Linked DNA regions of Mus musculus: regions 2 and 3 are each linked to region 1. Evidence: chromatin contacts called from public promoter capture Hi-C data. All regions are on one chromosome and are shown on one strand. Each heading gives the region's core, a stretch centred on a gene start, on an enhancer-like site or on the middle of the called end of the contact. The rest is flanking DNA. Distances are from core to core; before and after follow the strand shown.

Region 1 (4,097 bases), core at 433-2,932:
CAAATTCTCTCTGGGTAAAATGAAAACACAGGCTTACTGCTTGACCTGTTCCATGGAGCTTAAATTTTAATTAAGTGGGAAAAGGAAATCATGAAAAGAAATGAAGAAATACTGTATCTTGCCTTCTGTGTGTACACTACTGATTTGGACCTAGTACTTACTGACTAGAGAGCTGAGGTCTTAGGGGATTTGTAATCCCACAACCCCACTTTCCTCAGCCCTCCTCTACCCCACCCCCACTCCCCGGGGGTTCAGAAGCAATGATTTCTGGAGAGGCTGAAATTACTCCCCTTCCGAATAGTGAATTTCAAATCATATTGGGTCACAAAACAGATAATGGTGTTTATAGAGGGAATACTGTAAAGTGGCAATGGATAAAATAAAGATCTTATGTTTTCTTGTTTAGCATCTATGCGTGGCAAAGAGATTCCTTCCTTAAATTTAGAGATAAGTAAGTCCTTTAAAATTTAGGGGAAAAAAATCACTACTGGTACCCACAACCTCACTCTAGAAATGCATCTCTGTTATTGTGTCCCCGAGAATTTTCTCTTATTTTGAAAGCGGAAGTCACTGTGACTTTTTTTTTTCTTTTTAGTAGCAATGGTTCGCATTATTAGTAATAACAATAGCAGTCCTATTAGCAGCAGCAGCAACCAACAGCGCTGCCTGTAGCTGTTTCATAAAGAGAAGTGTATTTCTGGCAATCACATTGCATTTCAGAGACGATTAATTAGTCCCATTTTACATTTAAGTTCGAGACTCGGATACTGGCCTCACTGCAGACCGCTGTGTTCTCACTTTCAACAGGTTTTATTCTTTTTCCCCTTCCTTATTATTACCTGTCCCTTTTGCAGATACGCATAATCCGTGAAAAACAGTTTTGATTCCCCCTTTAGAGCCCCTTATCACCACTTTCGATTTGCTCTATAATTCTGAGTCATTAACCAATTAGATGAAGGGCTGAAGACAGCCGTCTCTGGCAAGAGGGACCCAGACGTGTGCTCTCCAGTTCTCAAAAAAGTCCTGAAGGTCCGAATATGAAATACAGTGTCATGACTAGGGAATCCATTAAGTTAGTCATGGTGAATTGACTGCCTAGCATTTCAGAAATCACTTGTATGATTCTACAACAACAACAACAAAATGCTCTCCCCATCCAAAGGCTTGGGAGAAAGGGTGACAGCTAGGGAAAGGTTTTCAAGAGAAGTATCTTTCTCGCAGGTGCCATTTTCTAGGTTGGACAGAAGGGTGCTTACTATCCCGTGAGGACAGTGACGGGGTTGTTTCGTGTTCCCGCAGCACATCCAGGGCCCGGAGAGGCTCCGGGAGTCCTGGCCTGGGGCTGCCAGGGTGGGGGGTGGGGGGTGGGAGGTCGTTGCCCACCCGGGGCTGCAGAGGAAGGAGAGTACGAGCCGCTCATCCCCGGCTGCACACTTGCGAGCCTAAGCGAGGGAAGGGAGAGCGGAGCTCCGGTGGGGCGGGGTCCCGGGGCTCCGCAGCCGCCGCCCGGCCTTCCCCGCGGACGGTACCTGAAGGAACAGCTCGTAAAGAATCTCTTCCCGCACTCGGGCCTCTAAATTGCCCACAAACACGGTCCTGTCAGCCTCCTCCTGAGCCGGGAACATCCCTGCGGTCCGCAGCCAGGGATGGAGGAGGTGCCGAAGCCCCGCCCCCCTCGCTCCGCTTTACTGCGCGGCTCCGCCTGGGCAGCGGAGCCCGAGGCGGGCGCGCGCCAGGGGCGGGGCGTGAAGTCACGCCCACCGTCCCGCGGGACCCGCCCACCACCTCGCAGCCCCGCCCTCCCTGACTAGAAAGACTGACTTACTGACCTGAGGGCATCAGTCGTCCACTTGGCACAGTGCTTCTACCTCTTTATGAACAAGATTAATGGGTGATTTTAGTTTGCTTTTTTTTTTTTTTAAGCAACGTTGGAAATACAATGACTAGGAAGTTGATATTCAGATTGACTAACTTCAGTATCGACGTGCCTAGGGGGAGATATAAAAAATTAATTTGCTTCCAAAGAGTTAAATTGGTAGATCAGTAACGCTGTGAAGTTAAGTTATAGCATGAAAAGAAATGTCTCCGTGTATGGCTACTGATACAAGAAAAGACTAAAATTAAAGTTTATTTAGCCTTTAAGTAATACCGAGATAGGTCTTTGAAATTTTTCTGTGGGCTCTGAAAAGGGCACTGAACTCAAGAAAACACTGTGTATAAATGAGTCATTAAAAAAAAAAAGTTCCCGAAAGGACCTTGGAATCACCCTGGAAAGATCATTCAGTAATGAGAACTTGATTTGGTCTTTGTTTGGTGGAGTAGTAGGAATTCATTTTGAATTCAGGAGATGTACTTCTGCTCGGTTGACTGATCAGAAAATTCCTCTCTCAAGAAATGGAAATGATTGAGAAACTCCCACAGAAATGTCCAACATCATGAGGAGATGCAAATGAAAACTACTTTAAGATTTCATCTTACCGCCGGCGGTGGTGGCGCATGCCTTCAATTCTAGCACTTGGGAGGCAGAAACGGGCAGATTTCTGAGTTCGAGGCAAGTCTGGTCTACAGAGTGAGTTCTAGGACAGCCAGGACTACACAGAGAAACCCTGTCTCGAAAAACAAATCATCTTACCCCAGTCAGAAGGGCCAAGATAAATAAGACAAGTAACAAAACATGGTGGCAAGGCTGTGGGTGAAGAACAACACTTATCCATTGCTTGTGGGAGTGACAACTGGTCCTGCCATTATGGACATCAGTGTGGTGGTTCCTTAGAAAGGTCTACCTCAAGGTCCAGCTATGTGACTCTTCAATATGTGCCCAAAGGATCCTACTACAGAGGCGTCCCTGTTTGTCGCTGCTCTATTCGTGATAAACAGAAATTGGAAACAGTCTAGATGTTCACGAATGGATGAACAGATAACGAAATTAACACAACGGAATATTATTCAGCTGTGAAAAAAAATGAAACTAGGGGGAATTTCAGGTAAATAGATGTAACTAGAGGCAATTATCCTGAGTGAGGTAACCCGTACACAGAAGGCAAATTAGATACTGTGTGTTTTCTCTTATATGTGCCTGTGAGCTTTCAAGCTAAGAGTCAGGCTAGTAAGGGAACAGTAGAGAAGAAAGGATTTTACAAGGAAGGGGGAGTAGAATGTAGTGTTATCTGGTGAGATGGCTCAGCAGGTAAGAGCACTGACTGTTCTTCGGGAGGTCATGAGTTCAAATCTCAGCAACCACATGGTGGCTCACAACCATCCTTAATGAGAAACAAATAAAAAACCCTATAGGCCAGAGCGAGCAGTGCTGGAGTGAAAGGGAAGTGGGGAAAAGGGGGGAAAAAGAATGTAGTGTTATTAAGAGGTAAAGAAAAAGCCAGAATAGGGAAAGGCAAGAGAGCAGGGCAAAGGAGCATATAATTGAGGGGTAACTAACAGCTAACACCAACTGAGAAACCACCTAACAACCTACTACTGTAGGACCTTGCTAACCCTTTTTCACATATGTGAAATGAATTTAAATTGTCACCAAATGACAGGTGAGACAATGCTTCACCTAGACGTCTCATGTCACCAAGTAACCTTCCCCCCCCCCCCCATATAGGGATGGATTGCAGGTTTTGGAGTCATTGAGCAAAGGGGTTTCCACATCTCCCCCCCCCCCCAAAAAAAAAAATCACAGGCTTTTACCAAGTTTATTGATTTCTCACCACAGCTTGATAAGGTCCTATTGACATTTATATCACCAAACTCGAAGCTTAGCTGCTACCCAGCTAAAAGCTTAACCCCTTCTGAATAGCATTCACAGTACTAGAAGTTACTCGCTGGACTACCAGAGGAAAAAAGTAATTTCACCCAGCTACAGACCCCGTGACCTACAATCATGAACTATCCACAATATATACCGGTGCAACCATAGCACAAATGTTATTGAAGTAACCAACCGTTTTTTGATTGGACATAAGGACCACCTCCTGAGATGGGACACAGATCTGACACTGTTACAGTGGGCAAGAATCCGAGAATAGCCCATGGACCCAGGGAGAGACATTTTACTTTTATTTTGCTAAAGAAACATAGCGATAAAATGACTCCAA
Region 2 (4,097 bases), core at 436-2,935, 1.8 Mb before region 1:
CTCGTTTCCTCTCCCCCCCCCCCCCCCGCCAGCCATGTGCTCCGTATCATTTTACTCTGAAATAACTCTGCGATTTCAGCTGAACCTGCCTTCTCTTACAATGCACAGCACACCCCACAAGGGAGCCTGAGAACAGACTCCCTTGAAAAGCGAGGTTCTCATAGTTGGCCTGTAACCATGGAAGCAGATGCTGTTTTCTTCTTACCCTGCTTACCTCTTTGCAGCCTCGAGCTGCTCCCTATTGTTAAAAGGGGGTACGCCTCGATTCTTCTTCATCATGACCGAACTTGCCTCTTCTTCAAAGGGCATGATGCTGCAGGTCATTGGTCTAGACTGTTTGCACGGTCCAGAGAGCAGCCTTGATGTAACCCTTGCTCCGTCTGAGCCACACCACCAGCCGTGCAGCTGCAGACTGGAGGGGGACATTGGAGATCTGTATTTGAAAAGAAGTCTGTCTGATTTTGCCATTGTGCCTTTTCACTCATCGATCGAATGAATATCGAACCTTCTGTCGTTGCATGTGTGAAATAGATAGCTTAGCCAGCACTTTTGTGCCCAACCTGTGCTGTGGGCCAAAAGGTTTTCATTTTAGTCTCAAGTTGGTTTTTTTTTTTTTCTCCTTCTTTCTTTCTTCATACTTGATGAATTTTGTGTTGGCTTAAATTATTCGTATGCCTTTATCCAGCTGTTCTGGAGACTGCCTGGGATACTGTACAAGCAGGGATTTTTGTTTTGCTGTGAAAACGGAACTTTTTTTTCTCCTGTCCTCTGTTTTCCTTTGTAGCTGTCTTAAGGTCTTTTTTGTAGCTTTGTAGGTAGAAGTGTGCTAACTTTTACTACACCCTATAAAGCCGAGCATCTAAGTTATCCTTTTACGGGGACGACTTGATGGTGTCTGTTATTTAACAGGCTTAAATCCAGAAAGGTGAACTTGAGCCTCTCAAGGTGATTTCAGTGAATTTATAAGAGTAAGTAAACCGGATAAACACATTGATTTTTAAACTGAATGACAGTGTCTGCTAAACTCTATCTGAAAGGAATGTGTTTTCTTTGCTTTCTCTCCTTCTTTAAACATCAGCAAAAATATTAATTGGAAGTGTTGAAATATACTTAAAAGCACATAACTTATTTTGTGCTTAGGAAAGTACAAATGACAAATAAAATCATTATGATTTAATATATTGAAGTAAATATTACTGATAATATCTGTCTCCGGGCACGATTTAACTAAAAAAGTAACTAGAAGGTTTTTGCATTTCAATTTTTAAATATAACTAAAATTTCCTTGCTGCTCACCAGCAGCTGATGTTAATGAGACTTATGGCACCTGCTCATTCCCGAATGCCCAATTTCACCGTGTCCTTGTGAAACTGGGTAGCTTGAGGATGTCTTGGGTGCATCTCCCCAGCATGGTGATTTGAAAGCACTGTCTGTCTGTGACTGTCATCAGGAGTGGTTTGGTTGGATTTGAAGAAACGAGTACTTCATACTTAAAGGCATACATATTTTCTCTAATTGCCAAAGGCAAGGGGGAGGTCCAGGGCAGAATAAAAAAGGTTATTGTGACAGATGAAATATAATTCACAATGAGCATTCTTTTCATCTAGGCTGAAGTACCACAGGATTACTTACAAGTTGAATTTTGTGGCAGAACGTATAAACTCATATTAAAAGAAGCTAGAAAGAAAAGCAGCAAGCCTGTTACTCTCTGGCCCCGGAAGTGTTTATTTTGAATATGTCTGTCTTGGGATTGTGTTCTGTTTCTCCTAACATAAAGATACACTGGCGAGAAGAGGGACTAGGCAGCAAGGGTGGAAAGGAAGAAACCTAAAAGCAATCAAAGCTGCTTCTTCCCTCTACCAATGAAGAAAGAGGAGTTAGATGGATTTTTATTCTCTTTGGGATGCACATGCAACAATCATATTTTTCAGCACACGTTTATTTTTGGCTGCAAAAGTAGGTAACTATTATTTTATAAACTTACTATACCTTAGATAATATTTTTCCTTCCTTTAAAGTTCCTAGGGTCAAATGATTTACGAGGGTGTTTTTGTTTTTTTCTGTTCTGTTTTGTTTTGTTTGTTTAGATTCTGGTTAGCATTCTGTGAGGGTTGAACACAGGTACATGTTTGACCAGATATTTTGTTTCCTTTAGCTTCTTTGTTCTAGCTTAAATGAAAATAGTTTCATTTGACCTCTGTACATTTTATTTCTAGATGCAAAAAAAAAAAATGCTTTCCTTTCTATTTGTACAAAGGTCAGTTTTTAAATTAACTGAAAAGCAAACCATGTACTTTATAAATATTCAGGCACCATAAAAAAAAAACTCGGAATATAAACCCATCTGCAATTAATTTTTAAGCAGTGAGTCTGGGTTTATCTATTCCTGGAAATCACATGCTTTGTATTTTCCATTCTTTTTCTAAGTTAACCGAAGTAACTGCCCTGTGTTAAGGGAAAGCTACGAGGTTCTGCCTGCTAGTCATCTTCTGCTGGAAACCAGGCTGCCCTCTCTCTCTTAAGCTCTGATGGACTATCTCTTGTTTTACAGTTACCCATAGCATGCATGTGTGTATATGACTGTGTATGAGTGTGAGTTTGTGCATGCTTCTTAATTGAGGTCTTTTCAATTTACCAGATAAATTTCTTATTGTAAACCCTGCAGTGAATAATTCAAATGCAGTGAGTTTACTTACATGTTGTCTGAGTGAAGGGAGCAAAGGCATACATGCCCTCACATGTAGCTGTTCTATATTTCTTTCCTTACTGCACAATAGTGTTGTTATTTTGATAAATAAAACATGCAGCTCACATTGACTACAAAGGCTTTGTTCCTCTGTGCCGACGTTTTAGCAAAAAACTTTAGTATATTTTCATGCCATATCAATAAGCAATAAGTCTCTTTGGTCTTGATATTTGATACTTTACAGATGTTTACTATGGCTTCCAATATCTGATTTCCCTTTTGCCTTGTGATTTGTCACTTACGATTAAAACATATGATTACTGTGCTACTGCAGAAAAACTAAGCAGTCATACAATTACCACCCATGGGTTGACTAAAACAACCACCTTCTACTGACATTCTTACACAGATAATGAATTAATATGTATGTTGAAGAAATGTTTTTAATGTCTATCTTTAAATGTTCTTATTAGTATAAATAAATAAAAAGAAAACAGGGTAAGCTTACCCAGGGGAAACCTACATACAGTTGCATCTGCCTTGTTATCTATAACATCACATATACTCAGAGATTTGTGTTCCTTCATGTCCCTCCTAGAAATAGAGGAACAGCCTCTGCACAAACCTTTGAATTTGGTAAAATACTGTTTCTTCCATTACTTGCTGGTGAGTGCGTTTTATATCATTTCTCAGCTATAGTTTTGCAATTTGCCATTACAAAATGTGAATGAGTGAGGCACCCTTTAAAGGAAACAAGTAAGAATGAAAGAAAATTCTCTTTAAAAAGATGAAGTAGGAGCAGTTATTTCATTGATGGGGTTCACAGCATACAGTTCTAGAAGAACCTTTTCTTTTACTCCTGGCTAGAGATAGTATCAAACACAGCATGTTCAGTATCATATACAAAAGGAACATCCATTCGCTCCTAGTGAGTATTGTAAAATGCAGGGTAAAGACAATATGTACCCGCAGATATTTTCATTTTATTATTACATGGCAGCTTTTTAAAATGACATGATCATATTGGAATTTACATCTCCTTAGTGTTTTCTTTAATTATCCTGATTTTATAATTAACATTAAGCATAATGCTAAAAATTAATAAGCATAGAGCTCTCTGTGTTTTTTTTCACAAGTAATATTTGCAGAGTTAACATCTATTCTATCTAAGAATTCATCTGCAGTGTTTCAAGGCAGGACATTTCTCACTCTGCCTGTCTTCTTCCCCTCTCTCCCTTTCTCTCTCTGGAAAAACATTTTTCCATAAACTTCTGCACCAATAGCTAGGGAAGACTCTCCAGCAGTCAGAGTTCAGTAAGCTCCTTGTGAACAGAGGGGGTGGGGGTGGGGAAACCCTGCAGACTTTGATTTTGTAAGACAAGTTGGCTAGGAGTCAAAATTGCCACATGTG
Region 3 (4,097 bases), core at 1,002-3,501, 1.1 Mb before region 1:
TGCCAACAAAGAAGAATTACAAAGATATGAGCAATGAACACTTAGGAAATATAAAATGCTGAAGGTATATTTAATAATAACAGCTCGTGCATTCAAGTGAGTCCACCTGAGGTTGTAGGCATTTTGTGAGCAAGAATAAAAATCAACTAAGCAAGACTCTGAGACCTCAGTGACCAAACATGAACTTGGAGGATCTCCCTCTCAATCTCTCTCTCCTCTCTCTCCTCTCTCTCTCTCTCTCTTGTGTGTATGTGTGCATGTATGTGTGTGTGTGCGCATGTGCGTTTGCTTTTGTGTGTTTGCTTTTGTGTGTATGTTCGTGTGACTATGTGTGCATGTGTGCTTGTGCACATGTGCGCTGCACTATTCTTTCTGTTTCACCACTTGACCCTTCTCCTGCTCCCTCCCACCTGTAGGATTCTTCCCCTCCATCGTCTTCTCCCTTGCCCCCTCTCTATCTGAATTCTTTCTACATAAATTCTAGGAAGAACCGTTTTGCTTGGCGTTATCTTCCAGACTAGCTTCTGGAATGATGCTGTTCACCAGAGCATGATGTACACTATGAGATGACTTTGAATTAAGTTCTTAATGTGAAATTATCTAACACAAATGAATGTGTTAACATGTGAGATCCACTAATTTTAATACTGACTTGGTATTTGGGATCGTATATGTACGTCACAGTTCAGAGTGCACTGCATTTAGACTAGCCATAAATAGCCAGAGACTATGCTACCATCAGTTGACAAGCCTTCCACCTACCCAAAGGATGGAAACATTTTTTTCTCCAAATCTTACTCATAAACAAGAAAACTATATACTGTGGGTCAAAGGACTGATCATCACCAATAACAGCAATGAATGTTGAGCAACTGCCATTTGAAAAGTAGTCATGGATGGAAATTTTTGTTCTTTTTTCTGTCTTATTTAAAAAAAGAGAGAGAGAAAAGAAAATCCTGTGAGTCTTCATTTGCATGGCAATGACATGCCTTTGGTGGAGACAGAGTGCTGTATCAGAGAGCAAATGGTTGGCTTTTCCAGGAAGCCTCCTGCACCTGAAACTCTCCATTCATGGTCTTCTAAAAACACAAAGCATATGGACAATTTATGCTGAGGGGGAGAAATTGAAGCTTTTCTCATTTCTGTTGGTATTTTCCGTTATGTTTTTTAAAAAATTACAGCTTTGGCTGCCTTTAGAATTTTATCGTCTCTAAACTATTTGTGATGTCTGTACCCAATTCTCCTTTTAAATCTCTCCTTTGAGGGGAGATGTGCACAGCACACCTTATTAATCAGGAAGCCCGTGGGATGTCCTCTCTTTCAAGTACTTTGAAAATCGCTTACGTCTCTTCTGCCATTTCTGGCAACTCTTTATCAAAGGAAAGAACATAATTCCCTATGTCAACTTTGTGATCTAGATCACAGTGCCTGCTCTAAACTGGGTTTATCAAAGACGGCTATACTATCTGTTGGAACGCACATTGGGAAAACTGTGGGGGGAAGTCAGGGAGCCCCCAGCGCAGGAGTAGATGAGGTAGGAGAGCCATTCTATAATTAGATCCATTCACGGGGGCTCCCCACATCTTACAGCGATTTTTCTCTTTGCCACAGGAATGCTTTAAGTCTCTTCTCTTCTTCCCTTCACACCTAAGCATTTGTTTATGAATCAAAAAATACTTGACATGGAGATGGGGGATGGGGATGCAAACCGAAGGAACCGTAGCCATATTGAGATTAATCAAAATGAAGATAAGCCATCTTTGAAGTTACAGTAAGCCATCCGGGAACTAAGATTCACTGCTGAAACCTTCAGCTCTGTTCATTTGCACCTTGCCTTGTGCCGAACAAATCAGGAAGTGAAACCCAGTAATGACCTACATTTATCAGTAGCCCGCTGGAAAAGAAGGTCCTGAGCTATAGTTCTCCAGTTCCACCCCTCCCCATCCCACCCACACACACCCAGCAGGACGCACACATGCGCAGAGGCAAATTTTTCCACACTATATTCCAGACAGCCTTACCGCTGTTGCTGTGCAGTGAAAGCCACTGATGAATGGTTTGCTTAGGAGCAAAACTGTGAGTTTCTCGGGCTGCTAGGAGAGCCAGTTTTTACCCAAAACAGCTGCGAAACCAGACTGACTTTCCACCTCCCTTGTTGAATACAGGAACTCTTGGCACAATCACAGTGCAAGTAGCACAGGCTCTACCGGGTTACCATTATAGAAACAGACTTGGCCAGCAGGAAGTATTTACATCCTGCACGAAACCCTGATGTTTGACATGAAACCGGAGCTGCTCGCTATGGGTTCAGAGAACAAAAGTCCCCATCTTTGAACTTGCCTCCTAGCCCAAACAAACAAATATTCTTCTTTCCTCTCCATCAAATACCTCAACCCCAACTACTTGCTTCACTGAACTTCTTCATACTGTGCAAATACAGGAAATAAACAAGCTCTGTGCTCTTTCGCCCGGAATGAAACGCACACCCCCGCCACCAAGGATACCACCCAGCTTGGGCTGAGCCTCGCAACGCCTCAGACATCTCCTAAATATGGCGATTATAATTTAATGGAAACAAGCTGGGCTTCCTTCCACAAAAGCAAGGCAAGTTCTGCTGCAGCTAACTGCATGTGAATTTGAGAGCCCTAACTGACATCGAGGCATTTACCAGATCCTGCATAATAAAGAGTAACCGGGCAAAGGAGGGAAATGAGAGAAGGTAGAGTTTCGAGGCTGAGCAAATGGGACCCCAAGATCCAGGAGAAAGAACTACCAACCTCTGACCTTGGCAAGGTTATGATACAAGAAAATAATTTGAAGCCAATGTCCAACCTGTAACTGAAAAAAAATCCAGGGAGGTTTACCAAGTGAACAATTCACTCGAATTAGACTGTATCAGTTTACATCTTTGCTGCGGTAATATAACCATGCACTTAGGAAATGGGTGTGTGTACATGGACAGACAGGAGCTCCGGTATCCAGAAGGAAACTATGTCGTTATTTGCTTCTCAATTTTACTTGGATTTCATAAGCATATGTGGGCAAGGGATACTTGGAAAGAGGTCAAGGGTCATATGCTGGGGGCACAGAAAAGTGATTTTAATGTTGATGGTTTTGATTGTTTTGTGTGTGCCCCATCTCTCTGAGGTTCCCTTCCTTCACCTGCAACAAGGGACCCTCTTAAGACCTGAGGATGTTGCAGTAAGAAATGAGAACCTGGTAGTGGTTCCCAATAACCCTAATGCTGAGACCTTTAATACAGTTCCCCGTGATGTGGTGCCCTCCAATGATAAGATTATTTTCATTGCCACTTCATAATTCTGCTACTGTGATAAGTCATCGTGTAAATATTTTGAAGATAGAAGTTTGCCAAAAGAGTCTCGACCCACAGGTTGAGAACTACTGCTTTAGATACATCTCTAGGGTTGAATGTAAGGGAAGGAAATGGCTTCTTACTTAAAATAGACATATTCATCCGTTTTGCTTTCTTAACTCAAATGATCATTTAAAAAGGTAATGATAATTCATATTGCCATTCATAATGTTTTTCCATTGTTGCTATAACAACTGGCCACAAACTATAGTTTGAAACCACACAAACCATGCTAAGTTTCACTAGGACCGAAGTTTGATCTTAATCTCACAGTCTTAAGTCAAAACATAAGAAACCTGAATCACTTCCTGGAGTATCTGTAGGCTAATCCATTCGTTCCCTTTTCTGCATCCATAGGTCACCCATATTTCCTAGGTTCTCTTTCTTCCACCTTCAAAGTCAAGGATTGTATTACTTGGCCATAGCCAGGGAAGTACTAAGATTTAAAGAACTTACGTGATTATATTGAGCTTGTCTGTAAAACTCAGAATTGTCTGGCTCTCCAAGTCCATAATCACTTTTGACTCATGCAGGAATACTGTATTCACAGATTCTGGGAAAGGAATATGGACATCTGTAGAGTAACTGTTATATTGTCTAGAGAGGTAGAATTTTATAAAACCTGTCACTTACACGAATATACCTTTGCAACTTGGACCTCATTTTTAGAAAACACATGGATATTTCTAGAACTTCCCTCCTGTCTCCACATAATTCCTTAATG

Evidence for each region. Promoter capture Hi-C pulls out the DNA fragments that hold promoters and counts their contacts. Capture Hi-C pulls out chosen DNA fragments and counts their contacts.
Region 2: a contact with region 1 is called in a promoter capture Hi-C map of adipose tissue, with 7 times the contacts expected there. The contact joins the promoter of 9430053O09Rik here to the promoter of Rbm11 in region 1. A contact is called at or near these places in 2 of 39 promoter capture datasets (the HPC-7 cell line and embryonic stem cells) and 1 of 9 other capture datasets (adipose tissue).
Region 3: a contact with region 1 is called in a promoter capture Hi-C map of pre-B cells, with 5 times the contacts expected there. The contact joins the enhancer-like site here to the promoter of Rbm11 in region 1. A contact is called at or near these places in 3 of 39 promoter capture datasets (hippocampal neurons, liver and pre-B cells) and 2 of 9 other capture datasets (adipose tissue and embryonic stem cells).

The regions. Positions count from the first base shown.
Region 1 is chr16:75,590,476-75,594,572 of GRCm38.p6, reverse strand. Rbm11 (RNA binding motif protein 11) reads right to left here and starts at 1,682. Exons shown (of 5, transcript NM_198302.2): 1 at 1,530-1,682. The coding sequence starts at 1,625.
Region 2 is chr16:77,417,970-77,422,066 of GRCm38.p6, reverse strand. It overlaps 9430053O09Rik (a long non-coding RNA gene), which reads left to right and starts at 1,685. Exons shown (of 4, transcript XR_003951960.1): 1 at 1,685-1,956. All of the region lies in intron 2 of Mir99ahg (Mir99a and Mirlet7c-1 host gene (non-protein coding)), which reads right to left.
Region 3 is chr16:76,678,570-76,682,666 of GRCm38.p6, reverse strand. No RefSeq gene overlaps it. Among named protein-coding and RNA genes, the nearest start is that of Gm30790, 98 kb to the left of the region's middle. Within about 2 kb of position 2,251, at least 120 of the 459 cell types and tissues checked have an H3K27ac peak or open chromatin away from gene starts, as enhancers often do. A contact at or near this core is called in hippocampal neurons and pre-B cells, where this site is marked.